Regions from separate parts of the Mus musculus genome. Here region 2 is linked to region 1. The links are chromatin contacts, called in public promoter capture Hi-C maps. All regions are on one chromosome and are shown on one strand. Each heading gives the region's core, a stretch centred on a gene start, on an enhancer-like site or on the middle of the called end of the contact. The rest is flanking DNA. Distances are from core to core; before and after follow the strand shown.

Region 1 (2,700 bases), core at 47-2,546:
AGTCACAAGATGTTAGTTCCAACACAGATACAGGCAAGAAATGGCAGTTCTGGAAGGCTAGAACTAGTCCAAGATAAAGTAATAAGGTAAGTCTCTCCACAGTACTATACTTCTAACCAGTCAGTCTCTGCAGCCATAGCTTCTTTCTGGAGATTTTGTTCACAAAGACAAGGAGCAATGGGTGGCAGCTGGCAAAGCAGGAACCCATCCCCCGCCCTCCGTATTCTGCTAATCGCTGAACATCTCAAGGCTTCAAGTTTATTATAAAACTGGGGGAATAATTCTAACCTCCTCTGGTAAAGAAGTCCGGAAGGCCACATGAGGTCACTACTGTGCAAGTGAACTAAAATGTAAAACCATCTATCTGAATCCTCAGACCGCAGCAGCTCCTTCATGTGATTTACAAAGAAGGCCTTTTCCTTTACCTGAAGAAGACTTTGTGCCAGTCTTAATGCAGTTAGTTTAGCAGGGAGCAAGGTGAGGTTTTAGTCTCTACTTACACTTTTGTTGACCATTTGAGAATGAACTGTAGCTCAAAAGGCCAAAAACCAAACAAACAAAAGGAAAAACAAAAACAACCTCCCCCCCCCCCCAAAGCCTGTAGACAGCAGAACTCTGAGCTCACCACTTGGGTCTCCTGCATAATGACTACAGAAAGCATGCGTCTCGGGAGATGATCATCGTCATCATCTGGAGATGATCTGTGCCGTGCCTTATCAGTCCCAGATGCTCAGCCTTCAGCTGGAGAAAGGAACATCTATTGGACACGGTGACCTCACTGGTTTAGTTCACCACATGTAGGAGCTGATTGATGAGTTGTTCTGCTTTCATGTTCCTTTTCAAGAGCCAAATAACTACATTTACAAAATCTGGATTTTTTTTTCCCCACTGCAAATAATCAAATGAAGTCATGCTACCCTTGCAAAAATGTGAAAAGCAGTATTGGAAAGGTGCCGCAAACAAAAATAAAAACAAGACGCCAGATACTACCATTCCAGAAGTGATGGGAAAGGGCTGAAGGCAGTATGTGTAGAAAACAAGACAATCAGGCTTGGGACTCAGGCACAAGGTGAGACTGTTCTAAACCACAGGTCAGTGGGCGGAACTCAGAGTAGAACAGTTGATGGAATACAACTGTCTGCAGTTCTTCCAGGTAGAGGATACTTCCTGTCGTTTGCTTAAATTTCTTTACTTCAAAGTGTTTGTGGGAGCAGAAAGACACATTAGCTGAGTGTGTCCATTCTGTGCTGGGAAGGAAAGAAGGGGAGAGGCATGGGTTCAGGAGATCCGGCTGTGTTTAAAAGCCCTCAGCACACAAGGAGATAGCTACTTGTATGGAGAGCAGTTTCTGGGTACAGCTCACAGAGAAGGACGCTCTAGGAGAGCAGAACTGGGGACATAGGAAGAGCCAAGACTATCTAAAGCTGCTTACAAGTGTAGGTAAGCCACGTCAGGGTCGGGTACCTCAGAGAGCAAAGCCGGGGCCTCATGTATTCTAGGCAAGATCTCTAGCAGCTGAGCCACATCCACAGCCCATTCAGTTTCATTCTCTTGAAATTTCTTTCTCTCCTCTTCTTTAAAACAAAAACAAGCTCTGGCAAGTTTTTACTAAAGGAAATCTTTCCTGGTTTATCTCACCAGTCTGCTCTGGCAAGCTTCTAACAACGTCAGAGTCACTTGAGTCAATGACAGCCAGTGTGCACACTCTGCAGTATTTTCCACATGCTGTGCCAATGTAATGTTATTGCCACTGTAATGATGGATGCTAGTTTTTGGCCAAGATAAATTCTATGTGAGATTTCCTCAGCGCTGGGTGACTGTTGAGCAAGAAGGCCAACCGTGCCCTTCCCCGAGTCCTCGGCTTCAGAGTCTGCTCACACACAGCATGCACTTTCCACGTTTCATAACAAGTTTAACAATTTGGAGCCCAGAGCTGTTGACTGCAAAGACTGTAACTTCCTTTCAGCTACATCTTCCTGCCTTAGTTCTGGGATGGCCCCCAACCAAGAGCGGCTGCCAAAATAGCTGGAGCCTGAGAAAGCCGTACTGCATTTCTTCCCTAACCACAAATAGAAATACAAATGACAAGATGTAGCAGAGGCCTGGGCTGACTGCACATTTCTGCAGCTTTACTTTAGGAGTGAGAACGAACCCATTTCTCTTTCAGTTCATTTTTATTCCTTTTTGGGAAAAGGGTAATAATAACAAGCAAAATAAATCTGGGATAAAAATGGACACAATGCTTCCTAGAGCAAGGTTGTCTCTAAGAATTTCTCTGTACTCATTTGGCTTAGCTACTCTCTTTGGTGATTCGAGAATAATTTCTGTTTAAGAATCGGTGGGCGGGGGCTAGAGAGGATGGAGTGGCATCAAGTTTCCTCACTGATTACTCAGACAAGGACCAGCTTACAGTCACTTCTGTTAGCCACTTTCCAATCCTCAAGACCCACACAGGAATGGGGAATGTGAGGAGAAGGGGCAGAAGAAGTGTTCAAGAAAGAGATTCATTTCCTTAGGTAGGTGGAGTAACGGGGAGAATTCAGTGGAGTACTCAAGGTCTATTTTGCTGGCGTTGGCCAACCATGGCAGGGGCCAGAGTTTATCTCTACATCACGCCTTCATTTTCCTCTTCTTCTTCAGGCAAAATGAAGGTGACACTGGTGCATCTGTTGTTCATGATGTTGCTGCTGTTGCTAGGCC
Region 2 (2,700 bases), core at 66-2,565, 88 kb after region 1:
CCTCATCAGACCCCAGGGGAAGCATCTTCCAGCTCCCACAGCCAGAGATTGCTCGGCTTAGCAATCAAGTTTATTTAATAACTGCTACCAAATCTTGCATCTCTGAACCTTTAAAGAGAAGCCCAGAATGTTTTTCGTGGTTAGAGGCTCTAGATCAGTTGATGAGGACTTATGTGTCAGTCACTGAGAATATAGAAATGAGTAAGTAAAAATTCTTCTCTGGAAAGGATCCACCCAATGGAGAGACACTGAGATTAACTAACTTAAAGGAATGTTGGCAGCCCATTTCTTCAGTTACACCAACGGAAGTGAATCCAGATCCATCCCGACCGTACTGTGGGTCCTTTATACCAGTGCAGTCTTCCCCAAGTGTTCCCAAGTCCGGGTGTGAACATGTCTGCAAGTCAGCGCCCCAAAGCTGCCTGCTTGCATTTTTGCTGCTTTCTGAGGGTTCCCTGTTCCTGCCACACAGAGGACCAGCCTTGCTGAGGGAGTCTGAAGATGCTGGAGTGCTGAATTCTTCCTCCTGCTACGGCGAGTCAGCTGATGCTCTCGTTTTTTTTTTTTTTTTTTTTTTTTTGTGCCCAGACTCACCTCAGACATCCCCAGCACGCTTCCACACAGTGAGAGATGCTTTGCCCCTGCCTCCACCTCTACTCCGCTGACAACCTGTAGGTCTCCCATCCCTATTTTTGCTTTTAGAAATTAGTACAGCTTAAATCACACATAAATATCTACACAATGATGGAGCAAAATCTAGAAATTGACAAGGAGCTAAAATATTGCAACTTTGCCCTATATACAAGATAAATGTATGGCAACTTTTAAAATTGTATGTATTTATTTATCTGCATGTATGTCTGTGTACCACACATATGCAATGCCCAGGGAGACCAGATGAAGGCATCACTACATATGGTTGGGAACTGCCATGTGGGTCTGAGAACTGAACCTGAGTAAGTGCCTGCAACCACTGAGCGATCTGTCCAGCCTTGAAGATGAATCTGTTAGAACAATTCTAGTAGATTTCTTCACTACCTCACTGTGTACTTTCTGGGTTTTAGAAGTCTGACCCCGTGGCTTGTCTACTCTTCGATCTTAGAGTTACCTCATAAGCAGAGCAGACATGCATAATTTCTTCTGTACTTGGTTCCCATAATGCTTAGATGTAGACAGCTGGTTTTGCAACTGTGCTTTAAAGAACAGGAAGCTGAGTAGCCATAAATATATATTCTTTTTTCTCCAGAGGATGGACAGAGGGAGGAGGAGCCCAGGAAGTGCTGTGTGTATTTCTGGGGGTTGGAGAGGTGGGGGCACAGTTGCCTCACTCCTTCCTTTAGACTTCTTTCAAAGTAGTTCCTGAAGTTGGCCTGAACGTCAGGGATAATATGTTTTTGGATCTATGGCATATGCACAGTGAAACTTCAGTCCTACCCTGAGCAAGGATAAGGACCATACACATAAGGAAAGAGGCAGCTTAGGAACAAAAGGCCGTGCTTAGCAAACATTATCATTGCTGAAAGAGATGTGTGGTCCACCAGGTGGTTAATATTTGACCCAGGCATGCTCAGGGGAAAGGTGAATGACTCCTTGTTTGCCCATGATTAGTGGCCTTGGTTTACAAGTCGCTGCCAAAGTAAAGATCCTTAGATAGGTTCTCCCCACCCCGTCACATGAGCACTGTATATTACCAGCCTGTGAGGAGCCTCTAGCTTCACACCGCAGGACCCTGTCTCCAGGAGCACGCAGCTGGACACATTCCCAGTCGGAGGAAAGCTGGCCAGCTTTGGTAAGATTCTTCCTTGTGGGTGTTCAACTCTCTGCTTCTTTTCCTCTGTGCTCTTTCTAGCAGTTCATCTATTTTAGTGAAACTGACTAACACCCCTTACGCTTTCTGGACTCAAACTTGCACATTAAAAAGAAAACGAGTAAGAGTTAAAATTTAAAATGAAAACAGGATTATTTGGTGTGGTTTGTATCTGGGAAGCAATTAATGGGATTTCGATCAAGGAGATGGAGATATAGGAGGGTTTCTTCAATTGTGATTAAAAGCCCCCAAAGGCTTAGGAAGCCATTTGCAGAAGGGCATGTGATCTGTCGTGTTTCCTCCATAACAAGCTTGGCTTGGCAGGAATAATAAGGAAAACCCCGAGTCTGGTGGTGGTGGTCCACACCTTTAATTTCAGCACTGGGGTGGTAGAGGCAGGCAGATCTCTGAGTTCAAGGCCAGTCTGGTCTATAAAGTGAGTTCCAGGACAGCCAGGGCTACCCAGAGAAAGCCTGTCTCCAAAAAGAAAAAGGAAAGAAAAGAAAAGAAAAAAAAAAAAAAAAAAAAAAAAGGAAAACCCGGAATCAGGAAGTACTTTCAGCAGTATTTCCTACTCAATTCTTTCCTAAAAAAAAAAAAGAAGGAAGAAAAAAGAAAAAGTTATGGACGCTCCTTAAAAACAAAGAGGAACATGAACCAAGATCAAAAGATGCTAGGTTGAGGGGAGAAAGGAGGAAAGACAGGAGGAAGACCAGGCACAGGGTGTTCTAGTCCAGTTGGACTGTTATGAAGATACACAAAGTAGGGAGAGTATACCTAGGAGAAGGGTGTTTATCACATTGCCACCCCAGCTGCAGGTAGTTTGCTACATGTCTAGTCTACATAGCACTGCCAACCCGGATTCCTGTGAGCACTACCTGGTTAAGAATGGG

Evidence for each region. Capture Hi-C pulls out chosen DNA fragments and counts their contacts.
Region 2: a contact with region 1 is called in a promoter capture Hi-C map of adipose tissue. The contact joins the promoter of Ang here to the promoter of Rnase10 in region 1. A contact is called at or near these places in 8 of 39 promoter capture datasets (the 3T3-L1 cell line, 3T3-L1-derived adipocytes, embryonic stem cells and 3 more), 4 of 484 Hi-C or Micro-C datasets (LSK cells, liver and uterus), 9 of 115 datasets of contacts at active chromatin or transcription factors (the 230-238 cell line, effector CD8 T cells, embryonic stem cells and 4 more) and 3 of 9 other capture datasets (adipose tissue, liver and macrophages).

The regions. Positions count from the first base shown.
Region 1 is chr14:51,006,633-51,009,332 of GRCm38.p6, forward strand. Rnase10 (ribonuclease, RNase A family, 10 (non-active)) reads left to right here and starts at 1,297. Exons shown (of 2, transcript NM_029145.3): 1 at 1,297-1,440; 2 at 2,641-2,700. The coding sequence starts at 1,335.
Region 2 is chr14:51,094,685-51,097,384 of GRCm38.p6, forward strand. Ang (angiogenin, ribonuclease, RNase A family, 5) reads left to right here and starts at 1,316. Exons shown (of 2, transcript NM_007447.3): 1 at 1,316-1,789. It overlaps Rnase4 (ribonuclease, RNase A family 4), which reads left to right and starts at 1,316. Exons shown (of 2, transcript NM_201239.3): 1 at 1,316-1,789.